Linked DNA regions of Mus musculus: regions 1 and 2 are each linked to region 3. A link is a contact called in public Hi-C and HiChIP or PLAC-seq data. All regions are on one chromosome and are shown on one strand. The core of a region is the stretch at or near the end of the contact, and the rest is flanking DNA. Distances in the headings are between cores, read along the strand shown. Region 1 overlaps Gm32587 (a long non-coding RNA gene). Region 2 has its middle 8.3 kb from the start of Gm32587. Region 3 holds the start of Ube2e2 (ubiquitin-conjugating enzyme E2E 2).

Region 1 (4,135 bases), core at 669-3,168, 340 kb after region 3:
CCGTCATTGGAAGGAGAGGCCCTTGGTCTTGCAAAGATTATATGCCCCAATACAGGTGAATGCCAGGGCCAGAAGCAGGAGTGGGTGGGTTGGGGAGCAGGGCATGGGGAGGGTATAAGGGACTTTCAGGATAGCATTTGAATTGTAATGAAGAAAATATCTAATGAAAAATTGTTTAAATATAAAAAAATAAAATTAAATAATAAATAAAAATGAAATGGGTCAATGGTAGAGTTCTTGCCCAGCATGAGTGAAACCCTGGGTTCTCTGGACTGTCACACCAGGTGTAGGACTCTTGTGTGTCCTAGAAGTACCCAGGAATGGGCTGCACCATGCTACAGGGTGAGGAGTTGAAGAAGGAAGTGATCTCAGAGTGGACAGTAAACTCCATCCTGTTGTAGGGAGTGAAACAGAAAGGGAAGAGTGTGGTTTGGAGATGTGAACCCCCCCCTCTCTCTCTCTCTCTCTCTCTCTCTGCTAGTGCTGCAGATAGGGAATTCAAGTTACAGGTAGACACAGATCTAAGAGCTGCAAAAAAAAAAAAACAAAAACAAAAAAAAAACAGAACCACCAGATGTTGCCAGGGATTCTTGACATCTGTCTCCTCAGATCAATAAATTAACCCCTATAAATTGGAGAGGGATACTGCCTCCCACTTATCGCCTGTGGCTTAGCTGAGGTGATCCAACTAAGAGTGACCTCCTGAAGACTTAACCCTCTTGAGCTTTACATGCTCCTCTCCCATCTTCACATCCTTCACTACAAGGAGGCCGATCCTGGTGACCAAGTCTTCAAACCACACACACTCTACAGCCTTAGTTCTGGACAAATTTTAATGAATAGGATGACAAGGAGCCCTGGACAGTGTATTCTTATGTGGGGACAGGGCAGGGGCTTTCCAGGGGATACTAACATTCCTTTAAAAAAATATTTTTCTTATTTATTGTTGGGAGTGGGCAATACATATGTGCCACAGCACTCCTGTAAGGGTCAGAGGACAAATTTGTCTTAGTTAGGGTTTTATTGCCATGACCAAGGCAACTCTTATAAAGAAACATTTAATTAGAGCTGGCTTACAGGTTCAGAGATTCAATCCATTATCACCATGACAGGAAGCATGGCAGTGTCCAAGCAGGCATGGTGCAGGAGGAGCTGAGAGTTTTACATCTTCCTCTGAAGGCTGCTAGGAGAAGACTGACTCCCACATAGTTAGGAAGAGGATCTCTCTCATTGCTCACCCCCACGGTGACACACTTTCTCCAACAAGGCCACACCTCCTAAAAGTGCCACTTCCTGGTCCAAGGATATTCAAACCACTACATCTTTCAATACAGATTTTTCTCCCTCCCAGTGAGAGTCCCAGGACCCAACTTAGGTCATTAGGCCTAGTGGCAGGCACCCACCCATTTCACCAGCTTTTTCTAGCATTTTTAAAATTTGTACATTGAAAGAAAAGAAAAGAAAAGAAAAGAAAAGAAAAGAAAAGAAAAGAAAAGAAAAGAAAAGAAATCAAACCAGCCTGGCCTTTCAGTTGAAAGGAAACAATCTTTCAGGATCTCTAATTTAAAAGCCAGGGCTTTTAAACAGCTGAAAAGATTGCATGTCTTTAGGTAACAGAAATGGGACATAGTTTGGGACTTTTTTTCCTTTGTTAGCTTGTTTTCATTCTGTGATTAATGAATAAAAGGGCCATATACTGATATAGAATTCTGCATTTATATTGTTATTACTGCATTTCTGTCTCTACCATCATTAAACTACCCCTCTTGGCTCTACCCCTTCTTAATACTTCCTCAATAAATAGTCAACTCAAGAGGAGTGTGTGTATGTGTATGTGTGTGTGTGTATGTGTATGCACACACATGCTCCCTCTTTCCTTCCTCTAATCCTCTGAGCTGTACATTACTCATGCCAACTCCCTATAGACAAACTGGCCTGTTTGAATAGCTGCTAAGGGGATGAATCTTAAAGGGGGATGTGGGAGGCTAAAGCTCGCATGTCAACCTTGCACAACGGCACTGCCCAGCACATATGTATTTGATGTGCACAATTATGAATTTACTAATTGCTTAATTAGGAGCCAAAACCAGTGAGCCAAATGCATGCTGGTCCTGATGTCGCATAGATCTCAGGTAACAGAATGGAGTAAAGCTGGGGGAAATTGGAACAATCCTTCCAGCCTGGTATCTGGGGAAGGCAACACAGACTGCCTGAAGGCAGGGATGTCCTTTACAGCCAGTATGGTCAGCTCTGGGGCTCCCTTTTCTGGGTGGTGAGGCTCGTCATTGCTGTGTGGTTTTGTTGTTTTTGTTTTTTTCTTTCCAGTCTTTGTAGAAAGATTTCCCATTGTTTTAGAGGTGTATTTAGTGGAAAAATAATGTTTATTCACTCCACGGCCAATTTGGACTGAACACATTTCTGCTCCTAAAATAAAGCATTGATACATTCATGAGTCAGAACTGCAGGCACATTCCTTTGAATGTTCTGAACTGGGTAAAATTAAAATATCACTTTCCTTTTTCTTTCCTGTGGATTCACTTGAGTTACCCTCATTAGTTGGAAATGGTGCCTTGGGGAGAAATGCCAGGCTTTGGAATAAAGGCTCTGCCAGCCTACCCTGGAGAGGTTCAAGTGCCCACAGAATGGAAGCCAGCAGGGTTCCAGTAAATTCTTTCTTCCCACCCCCATTGTCTTTTTCCTCCCCCTCTTCTTCCTCCTCCTTCTCCTCTTTTTCTCCTCTCCCTCCTCCTCCTCCTCCTCCTCCTCCTCCTCCTTGATCTCCCATTCTCCACCAGCTCCCTCTTCCCCACCACAGCACTGCCAAAACCACAAAATATCTACATTATAATGTTACTGTTTGACGTGTCAAACTAGAACCCCTGAAAGTTAAGTAATTCACATGAGATTTGTTCAGGTAAAGTCAAAAACCTTAGAACAGTGTTTGGTCAAGAGTGGGCCTTGCGTTGGGTGAGTATGATGGAACTGAACCATCCCTGTGGCATTCTTACTTCCCATGGTCTGTGATCATACAGAGGACACAAATGCCATCGTGCTGACACTGCCTGCCTCAGTTGCAGAACATTATGCTCAGGTATGCAGTCTGTGGGAATGGTGTCCTGTGGATTTGAGAAAAAGAGTGGCGGCAACATGAAGCAGCCAGGAGACTTCAGTGAACTAAGGGAAAAGAGGTGGTAGGCTCTCACAGAACTTCACATTGCTCACACAGAGCTTCAGAGCATCAGCTCACCCCTACATCCAGCTCCCTTTGCACCAAGAACTGTTTCTACTACCAGTTTATAAATATGAAAACAAATCTAAGAACAATTGGTTAGTAGGTAAAGGTGCTACAGTTAGGAGTTGTGCAACCGAGATCCAGTACAAACAGGTTCAGGGTATGTTTAATGTAATAAGAATCTTGATGTGTTTCATTTTCAAAACTTTAAAAACATAATAAAATGCATCAAATGTAGACATTAAGCCTGGCAACTTCAACAGTTCTGCTCACCTGTGACAATACCCCAAACAAGAGGTGGAACGTGTCATTCATCTCAGGAATTCCCTTAATGTGCCTTGTGAGACCCACAAGCGTCTCCAGGGATGGTTTACATTTGCCTCCTTGGGTGGGTTTGTTGGTTCGAGATTCCATTTGGCTTCCCTCACTCATGTCTTTAGGGATTCGTCCCTGTTGTTGCACACATCCCTAATCTGAAGACCTACAGACTTACCAAAAGAAGCAGGGAGTTCCTGGAAGTCTCTAAAGCCTTGCAGCACAGCATTGGCCCCAGAGGCTTTCAGAAACCAGCCTCCTAGTTGTGCTACCTGAAACAAATGCTTCCACGACACTGAAAGAAAAGGCAAGAAAAAGAGAAATGTAGGGTAATGACGGCTGAGCTAGCCTTTCAACATTCTGCTCCTGAACCATGTTTTAAACAACAGTTTTTCTTTCTTTTTCCAACACAAGAATCTTTTATCCAAACAGCATACCCAATACAGTATAAACAGTGATACTTGGCATCCAGGCAGGTAAAACCACTCATGAGTCTGCAGTTACAGTGCTGTCAAGTCAGTGAAAGGCATATAGACTAGAAATGAGCTCAGTTTGCCAGTTCCAAGCCAGGGAAAGGGGCTTCTGACA
Region 2 (4,602 bases), core at 619-3,118, 440 kb after region 3:
TTGGAATCCTGGCTCAAAAAGAGAAAGAATTCCCATTTTCCAAGCAATGTATTGAGGTTGGGGGGTGGGGGTGGAGATGACTTATTTAGCTTGGGCCTGCTGATGAGGAAATGGTTAGAGTCATGGTTCGTGAGATAACCACCATTTTGTACAAACCTTACCTTAGCCCATGTTGAGAACTTTAAGTTCATTATTTAATGCTGAATGCTGACAGGAATTTAAGAGGCATCAAATTTACTCAATTAATATCCCACTTCAAGGCTGGGTTACATAAGACTCTAAAGAAAAAAAAAAAAAAAAAAAAAAAAAAGCCCGCAGACTCAGTATCCCACTGGTGCTAAAAAGATGGTTGAAGCCAACAGCTGTAAGTGTAACTCAATGGAAGAACACATGCCTGGTACATGTGAATCCTAGGGTTGACCCCACCCCATCCCCAGCACCCCAAGGGAAGGAAGCAGCAGAGTCCCACAGCCAGCAAGCTCAACATAACCGAAGGCCTTTTGTCTACACAGGTACTTTGTGCTTCCTTTGTATGCTCCCAAAAGTCTTCAGAGAACACACCTTAGATGGAAGAATTATGCAGAAACACATCATGCTCAGGAGTTCTGTGTATTAACCATTCCTTCTGAGAACAGGTCCTATGTGCAGTCATATTTTTTATCCTTCATTTTGCTCACATCCAGGACCTCTGTGCCCACAATGGAAAAAGCAGGAAGGATCTGGGCTGCTCACTCACTGACCGAAGTCCTCCAACAAGTATCAATCGATATATGAGAGAGGGGTGGAATGGAAAGGGTAGCTCTGCCTTCAACTTACTATTTAAGAAAACAGTGAACTTCCATTCACCATTACCCATGCTTCTATCTGCCTACTGCTAGGATTACAAGCATATGTCAACATATCTCAGTTTTTGCAGTGGAGGGGATTAAAACCAGGGTTTCCTACATACTAGGCAAGTGCTCTACCAAGTAAGCCACAGCCCAAGCCCTTTCAGTCTTATATTGATGGATATCCAGGTTTCTACCAGTTCTGCCCTGAATGATGGATACCGGTGGATGGTACCCTGACTGCATGTCCAACTGTTCCTCTGAAATCTATCAGTCCATCCCATTCACTGGCAGCTTGGGCCTGTTCCTTAGTTACAATCAGCCATAACATACCTACACACCAGAAACCTTGTACCTCACAGCTACTGTGGTTTTAACATGTCCTCTGTGACTAATACACTGTTATTAGTAATTATATGACTTCCATTCATGAATCTTGACATCATGACAGGGGCTTGGAAGGGAAGATGGCAAGGACAACTGGGAAGTACTGGAGTTTTTATTTTAATAGAACTCTACTAACTATCAAAATTCTGTTGACCAGTTATAATGGTGGGCCCATTATTCAGCTGTAAGCCAGGTTCTCACTATAGCACGCTTAAAGGTATACATACTACACACGGACATAAGTTTGCATACAAGTCACCCATAGCTACTGGAACAGATCGGAACAATCTGAGAATGAATGGTGGCCCCTGAGAATTTGACTGGCATGAGATCAGAGGTATTTTTCAGTCTTTCCTATAACCACAGCAAGAAAAGGCTGTTTGTGTTTGTGTGTATGTTCTAAAGCAGGGTTTCATGTAGCCCAGCCCACTCTTGAAGTCACTATGTAGCCAATGGTGACTTTAAACTCTTGATCCTGCTACTTCTCTCTACTGAGTGCTGGTATTACTGACACATGACACTGTAAGACCCCAACTCAATGTGTTTCTTAGACCCCTAGAAACAACGCCCAGCATGGAGTTCTTTGTTCTTTCGCCTTCAGCCTGAAAAACCAATGACCACTGGGTGACCCACCTAATCCCAGGAACTTGTTCACCACAATCTTGACCCACTCAGGCACCTGATTCATTGTGTAAGGGACCAAGAATGTTTGCCAAAGATAGCCTGTAACCTTTCCGTAAGAGATGAGCTGTAATTCATCATCCCCATTCTTATGCTGTTTACTCAGCTTCCCCTTTCTTTGTGTTTTTTTTTTCCTTTAAAAACCCTCCACTGCAACTGCTGAGGGTCGATCTCCTCTGCCCCTGTGCAGGTTATGAGCTCAGCCTCAGCATGCTCTGATTCCTGAATAAACCTCATGCAATATTGCATCAAGAATGGTCTCTCTCGAGCTATTGGGGCATTGGCTCATTCCGGGACCTGATCGAGGGTCTCCCCAAAACAGGGGTCTTTCAACACCATGCTTTGGTTATGTATTGCTGGACGTTGAACTCAGAGCTTCTTACACACTCAGCAAGTATATCCTCTATGCTCGAAAAGGACCTTTTCCACGAGACAGGCACGGTTCTCAGCTCTTCTTTCACAGGACTTAATGCAATTGCTCCTCACTACATTCATGGCTGACATGCAGCTGGAAGCATGAGTAACAGAAGTTCATTGTCATCTTAAATAGTAAGTTCAAGGCCAGCCTGACTCACAAGAGACCTTTCCCATTCCACTCCTCTCTTGTGTATCCATAGATAGATATATTGATCGATAGATAAATAGATGACTGAGCAAGGAAAGCCATGAACCAGCCATACAGGGAATGGTGTATTCACAAAGAAGATGATGGTATATATTATATGGTTGGGGATGTGTGAAGCTGTGAGATACATGATATGGAAAAAGGCAAAGTATGTTCTGAGTGGATGAGCTATATGCTTTGTGGGCTATATCTCAACAAAGCTGTTATTTAAAAAAAAAAAAAGATGTCACAGAAATGTGTTGTGCACTATCATTAGTCATTTTAAAGCTTCATACATTTAAAAAAAAAATCCTAATACATATCTGTCTTGATTATCTGGATGGATGTTAAAAGGCCCAGAAATCACTCCAGATGGGAAAGGGACTCGGAGAAAGAGCAGCTCTTCACTGTGGCCCATTAGTGTATCAGTTAAGCTACTTATTTTTAAAAAAATCAAAACAAGAGGATAAGAGACATAAATACTGAATGATACCATGAGCCAGGCACTGTTACTAAGTCTTTAGATATGTTAATCATCATCATAATGGCAACATGATTATTATTGTTATCCTTATCATCTTACAAAGGGGAAATTAGTTCCCTCTTCCCTTCCCATAGGTATTACAGGCAAGTTTAGTCAATAAAGTCTACCAGAAATCATTCCCTCCCCATCTGCCATGGATTGCTGAAGACCTGAAATCTGAGAATCCCAGTGGGGTCCTAAAGTTTTCTCAGGATTTTAAAAAGTAAAAACATCTCATGAGTAATTTCAGGGCTGGGGCTAATTTCAGGTGAACTGACATGTGTCCCTCAATTCGCCTGCAAACCAGGATTGTGCTTGAGCGTGCACCATTACCAGGCATATGGCCTCAAATGGGGGTATTCAAGGAGTCGCCCTGGGGGAAAAAAAATAGGTCCAGGCTTGCCAGGCACACAGTTGTTTGTTGAACTTGGTTTCAGGAGAGCCTGCAGGGCTGTAAGGTCATCTGCCATTAGAATTTCCCCCATCCACTAAGTCCTTTGGGGCATTTTCAGTCTTGACAAAAGTAACCTCCAGAAGCCCGGCAGGCAGTCATCCCTGAACCACACTGTCCACTCAACAGATGTCTGCAGTGCTATGAAGAAAACCATGCTGGTCTTAACCTCATTTCAATAGCTGACTCTCCCGGGAGGAGTTAGACTAAGTGTCTTGACCTCACACCTGGAAGGAAGTGGGAAGGAGATAGCCTCTTTCTCCCTGTTTGCTTCCTAGAACTCTAATTCCAGAAGCAGAAGAAGGGGTCACTCTGGAGATTCCTATTGTCACCCCATTCCCAGCCTGCCCTTCCTTTCCTTAACATCCTTGTTTTTCTGCTGAGTCAAAGCCAGACTATAATGGAGTAACTGAGAGCAATGTGGAAAGTAAAAAGTGGGAACTCAGAACATGCAGTTTAGAGGCCAGCACTGGGGCCCACATCAACATAAAATACACACAAGATAAACACAAGGCACAAGGAAACTCAACCCCTCTTACTTTCTCTTCTGTTCCTTTCTTGGTCCTTATTTAATTCATTCCTGCATCCACATACTTAAAAATATTTATTAGTACCAGTGATATGGTTAACCTAAGGACTGTTGTTCAGTTGTTCAGCCCGCAGATGCAAGGAGAAAAACCCTTGATGCAAATCATGGCCAAATTAATTATACGAGGCTTTTTTTTTATTCATGTACATGGGTGTCTTTCCCTAAGTCAGGGTTCAAATGATAAGCATTGGGCATGGGGAAGATAGGGTTTTATAGTTCAGGAGTAGGGGTTTCCAAATGGGATATTTGGCAGCAAAGAGACAGGGTTACAATCACAGAATATAAGCATGGCAAGTTGGTCATAACAACCTCCCGAAACAAAGTCATGTTTCAAGGTGGCAATAACAAGGTGGTCCTAATTGTTTGGTTTTGGACCACAGAACAAGTGAATGAGGTGCATATTTTACCTATCAAAGCAGACCTGGCTTCCAGGTTCTGCCAGCATCCCTCAGCATATCTTGCTCTCCTGAACTTTCCAGTCCAGGGTCTGGGCTGCCCTTCTCCCAGAGGCTCTTTCCTATATAATACAGATATTTTGGT
Region 3 (4,742 bases), core at 1,500-3,999:
TCTTGAGGGCTTTATTTTGAGAATTTTCTATATGAGTTCAATGCATTTTCATCATATCCTACTTCTTGCCCTCTCTAAATCCTTCTCTTTCTCCACCCATATCCCTGTCTCAAATCCCCAGTTTATGTCCTCCCCTTCTGTAATTCACTTGCACAAAGGCAGACTACTGAGTGCAGGTAGACTTGCTTGTGTATGGATATGGATGTATAACTGACCACTAGGGTTTGGGCAACCTTTCTTGTCCCTGAAGAAAGCCAACCCTCCCTCAGAAGGCTTTGAATCCCTGTAGCTGTTCACCTGGAGGTGGGGCTTGTGATCCTACCCCCATCTATATTGGCATTTTGATCACTGTGGTTCTATGCAGACAGGCACACTTGTGAGTCTATAGGTGCCACATCCCTACTTTGTCCACAAGATGCTGTTTTGCTGCAGCCTTCCATATCTTCTGGTTCCTAAAAAGCATTCTTCGGCCTCATTGTATCTAAATCCTTAGATTTCCTTGTACCCTAAATCCTTAGATTTCCTTAGACTTCCAAGACTCCGGTCTTGGGGTGTAGGGGTTGTGTTAGAGATGCCACATTTTTGTAATAGAGACTCATTGCCATACATATACCTGGGACTTGACTGGCTGTTGCTTTCTGGAATAATGATCAGCAGACATTTTGGACAACAAGATCAGCAGAATTCACTAATGATCTAATGTAGAGTGTGAAACTGACAAGGATAAGAACAGGGAAACCCTGTGAGGCCTGGCTCTCCTCTTCATTCATAGTTATATCCCTACTACCTAGACTCAATAAACAAGAGCCTGGCCCACAGTATTTAGTATTCCTAGAATGAATGATAAGGGTGAATCGGACTTATAGTCCTGTTTTGAACTTTGAAAAATGCCAGCTAAAACATCTGCAGATGGACAAAATGCTGCTGAAACACAGTTTCAACAATGGCATCGAAGCTCTTCAATTCTATTCCCTGAGTGGAAGCTGACATCACAACATCCCCAAGCCCCACTGCCAGTGACAGAACAACAAAACGACTCAACAGTGGCTGGGGCAGAAGGGTGTTTTCTTATGAAACATTCATTGTAAGCCAACAGCACACACACAGAAGCATAGGCTACCAGAGGCAGGATGTAGAGTTCAGTGGCAGAACTTCTGTGCCTGCTTAGCCTGTTGAAGCCCTGGGTCAAATCCCAGCATCAAAACAAAACAATTTTTAAAGGGTTTCAAAACACAGTCAAGGCTCTGCTACTTCTGTATTCTTGAAACATAATCAGAAGAATGGGAATAGGCAAAGAGTTCATGAGGTTAAGACTGTCTATGAAATACTGTATTTGATCATATTCTAAATATGATGCATTTCTACTAATACACTGTACTATGTCGGAAATACACACACCATGAGACAGATTTAAGTGGCCACACAAACCAGAAAACCAGGTTTCACTCATTTCTAACTCTTCCTCTCATACATTCTTGAGCTGACATTCGTAAGGACAAAGGTGCTGTCATTTTTTTTTTCTCAGTAGTCAGTTCCAGGCTAGACATTACTAGCTGCTTTGGGCAGTTTTCAGTGATGTAATTGGTTAAAAGCCAGTTCTTGAATGTATCTCGTGGAAGCATTTTCTGTTCCAGATACAGGTTATGAGTCTTGTATTGCTCTAGTCTCTGGGGTCTTTTTGCACTAGTTGTTTAGGCTGCTTGATTGACTCAGAACTTCACATTCCCATGGTGGCCTATGGCATCTGGTAGGTTGGGTTTCCCATGGTTTCCTATGTATTGGCTAGCACTGTTCAAGTGATTTGGACCATACTTGAAATGGAGGTCTGTCTTTAGCCCTCTCTGCTGAGCAGGACTAGTGCATGGGCTCAGCCACTCCCAAGAATCCTCACAGAAGTTAAGAGTAGTCCTAGATCTCAGCGGTTATGATAGGCTGGAGGTGTTGTGTGTGTGTGTGTGTGGGTGGTGGTGGTGGTGGTGGTGGTGGTGGTGGTGGTGGTGGTGGTGGTGGTGGTGAAGTGAGTTCATGGGCGCTGAGTTAACAAAGCATGTGCAGGTTTTTGTTTTGTTTTGTTTTGTTTTGTTTTAAGTAGCTATTTTGGGCTACAATGACAGGGCAACCTTATATTCCTCAGGCCACCCACAGCATGGCTACTATCCCACCTGTGTCTTTCAGGCACAGTGGCAGCCTCCCACTTGCTCTGATAGTGCTGCCCCCTTCGTCCCGCCCCGCCCTCCCCAGCCTCCCAGAGTGACAGCTAGCAGCCCTGGACAGGACTAGGCACCGCAGGACCTTCCCTGCAGCAGTTAAGGGGTAAAATGTGGCTTCACCCGGGCCCACGCGAAGTTTTCCAACAGCGGTGCAGGTGGGTCCTGCGCGAGCACGAGCTGGTGGTGCAGGTGTGTGTGTGTGTGTGTGTGTGTGTGTGTGTGTGTGTGTGTTCTCCCTACCCCTCATCCCAGTCCGCCGCACTGCACCTTATTGAAGCGCAACCCCACCCCTTAGCCCGCGTGTCCCTTTAATTCGTGCGCTCCTCAAGGTCCTCTCGTCCCTCCCTTCCCGCCGCCGTTGAGCCTCGATTTCCCTCCTCCCTTTCCCTTCGCCCTAACCCGCCTTTGCTCCGGCCCGCCCAGCCCAGGACTCAGCTGTCACTTTACTTTTGCGCGCGCACCTCACAGGTCCTCGAGCGGGCACGCGCCGGCGGGGGCGGGGCTAAATCGCGTCGCGGGCTCGCGGGCGCGACACCGCGAGGCCGACGTGGGGCTCGCGCTGTCGCGGGCTCTCAGGGCAGGCAGGGCGAGCGCGCGCTTGGGAGGGGGCGCGCGCGGACGGCGGGCGGCGGCGGCGGTGGCGGCGGCGGCGGCTCGCGGAGGCGGCGGTTTCACTCCCGGACTCGGCGTCGGAGCCGCGGCTGGAGCGCGGGCGACGCCGCGAGGTGAGTAGGTGAGGGCGGGCGGGCGTGGCCGCGGCCAGAGCCGCGGCGTGGGGCGCGCGGGGACCCCACGCGGCGAGGGCCAGCCCGGCGAGATCCCCGCCCCCGCCGCGGCCTCGGCTCGGGTGCGCGCCCGCGGCCCCGCAGGCCTCCCTGACCCTGCGCGTGTCCGCTGGGGCCCGCGCGCCCCTCCCCCGTCCCGCAGAGTGTGGCCGTCCTTCGCCCACGAGGACCTCTCCCCTCCCCTCCCGAGCCCACCGCAGCCAGGAACTAAGTCTCCGCAAAGTCCAGGATGGATGTCGCGGCGCAAAGTGCCCGGCTGTCCGGAGCTCTTCCCAAATTGCATAATTGCTACAGGAGGTGAGGGTGAGGGAGTACCCGCTGGGTGTGTGCGTGATGCCCCGGGGTGTGGGTTGTCACACTGGTCTTTTGTAATGCCCGATGCTTGGCACAGTTTGGCTCCGAAGCCAGTTTTCCTCTGGCTTCTCTGCAGCACCCACTGGCCTGATTGGAAACTGGATTACCCTTGTCCTCCCACCCCCACCCACCCCCTCTTCGCTACTAATGTTTTGATCCATTTGCCCTTTTCCAATTCTAATGAACATAAAGCCTGGCTTCTTGTGTCTCTTTTTCCACAACTAACCAGAAATGCCCCATCCATCTTCCCTAAAGGAAATTAAGGCCGCATTAGAGAGACATCATCACCCTGGGCTTGGTGGCAGCTCTTGGACTTATTTGCTGATTTGCAAGATTCTTATCCTCTAACCTTGTATTTTGTAATTTTGAGGGTCTACTTGAGTATTTCCATTTTAAAGTACAAAAGAATGTGCTAGGACTTACCTCTGATTACCTTACTGTTTTTAAGATTTTTTTAAAGCTCATCTTAGTTTTAAATCCTTGGATTTTGAAAAGCATGCTCTAGAAATGCAATCTTGGGAATCTAAATATTTGTCTTTCTTCAGGCAGTCAGGATGCTCCTGGGCGCTTGGCAGTCTTGTTTGTGGGTGATGGTGAAGATGGAGTGTTTTCATATGTCATACCTTGAGCTCTTTCCTCTAGGGCACAGCACTTCCCTCAATCAGGTGCTCCACTTTTATTTTCCAAATAAATATCTTTTCAGACACTTGGGAAGCTGGATAGCGCTACAGGTTTGGCGTATAATATAAAGTATTTTATGTTTTGGAAAAGTTCAGAAATCACAAGTAGAAAAACTGGTATGCCAATGCAAGTTCACATTTTCCTGTTGCAGCTGCACAAATGAATACTTGCTTTTCTAAGTTTTTAAAAATCATGACATTTGATGATTTGAATAGTAATGTGGACTTGAGTACTGTTGGTTTCATCGGTGGGATTTGTTTAGATCCGTAAGTTTTTCTGAAACACGCTAATTTCACTCACTATGTGCTGGGAATTTCCAGAGCCTGATGACATCACAGAGCACATAGTCAATAAAGCTCAAAAAGAATGAGTGTGTTTAAATACCTAAATGTAATATGTTTATATTTAGTTAGAAACTAAGGGTTACTTGAATCTGAAGTAAAAATATCACTTTAGGTGTCTTAAGATCTTTGAAACTGTCATTGGAGGATGTATTTGTGTTTAGATCCCTGGAATTTAGCTTCCTTCTAGGTTAGGGAATTAGCTCTTTAGGAATTAATTTTAAAATGCCAGAGAAGTTAATATGTAGAAGTTTTAATTCAGGGACCTACTCATTTTTACTTTAGAGAGACAAGGCACCAATTTTATACATAGTTCATTTGAGTGACCTGCAGAGGATTTCCTCTCATAAGAGTTAATTGTGCCAGAGTAC

Evidence for each region. Hi-C and Micro-C count contacts between places; a contact is called where the count stands out from the background. HiChIP or PLAC-seq counts read pairs in DNA pulled down with a chosen protein or histone mark.
Region 1: a Hi-C map of cortical neurons shows a contact between it and region 3, with 1.7 times the contacts expected there. The contact joins the enhancer-like site here to the promoter of Ube2e2 in region 3. A contact is called at or near these places in 8 of 39 promoter capture datasets (the 3T3-L1 cell line, 3T3-L1-derived adipocytes, the HPC-7 cell line and 4 more), 2 of 484 Hi-C or Micro-C datasets (cerebral cortex and cortical neurons), 7 of 115 datasets of contacts at active chromatin or transcription factors (embryonic forebrain, embryonic limb bud, embryonic stem cells and 3 more) and 2 of 9 other capture datasets (adipose tissue and liver).
Region 2: a contact with region 3 is called in an H3K27ac HiChIP or PLAC-seq map of extraembryonic endoderm stem cells, with 9 times the contacts expected there. The contact joins the enhancer-like site here to the promoter of Ube2e2 in region 3. A contact is called at or near these places in 7 of 39 promoter capture datasets (the 3T3-L1 cell line, cranial neural crest, frontonasal cranial neural crest and 3 more), 9 of 115 datasets of contacts at active chromatin or transcription factors (astrocytes, embryonic limb bud, embryonic stem cells and 3 more) and 2 of 9 other capture datasets (adipose tissue and liver).

Annotation. Positions count from the first base shown.
Region 1 is chr14:18,552,559-18,556,693 of GRCm38.p6, reverse strand. Gm32587 (a long non-coding RNA gene) reads right to left here. Exons shown (of 3, transcript XR_874230.2): 3 at 1,660-4,135. Among named protein-coding and RNA genes, the nearest start is that of Gm38620, 60 kb to the right of the region's middle. Within about 2 kb of position 1,918, at least 33 of the 459 cell types and tissues checked have an H3K27ac peak or open chromatin away from gene starts, as enhancers often do. A contact at or near this core is called in cortical neurons, where this site is marked.
Region 2 is chr14:18,453,012-18,457,613 of GRCm38.p6, reverse strand. No RefSeq gene overlaps it. Among named protein-coding and RNA genes, the nearest start is that of Gm32587, 8.3 kb to the left of the region's middle. Within about 2 kb of position 1,868, at least 2 of the 459 cell types and tissues checked have an H3K27ac peak or open chromatin away from gene starts, as enhancers often do. A contact at or near this core is called in extraembryonic endoderm stem cells and second pharyngeal arch cranial neural crest, where this site is marked.
Region 3 is chr14:18,891,778-18,896,519 of GRCm38.p6, reverse strand. Ube2e2 (ubiquitin-conjugating enzyme E2E 2) reads left to right here and starts at 2,749. Exons shown (of 6, transcript NM_144839.2): 1 at 2,749-2,935.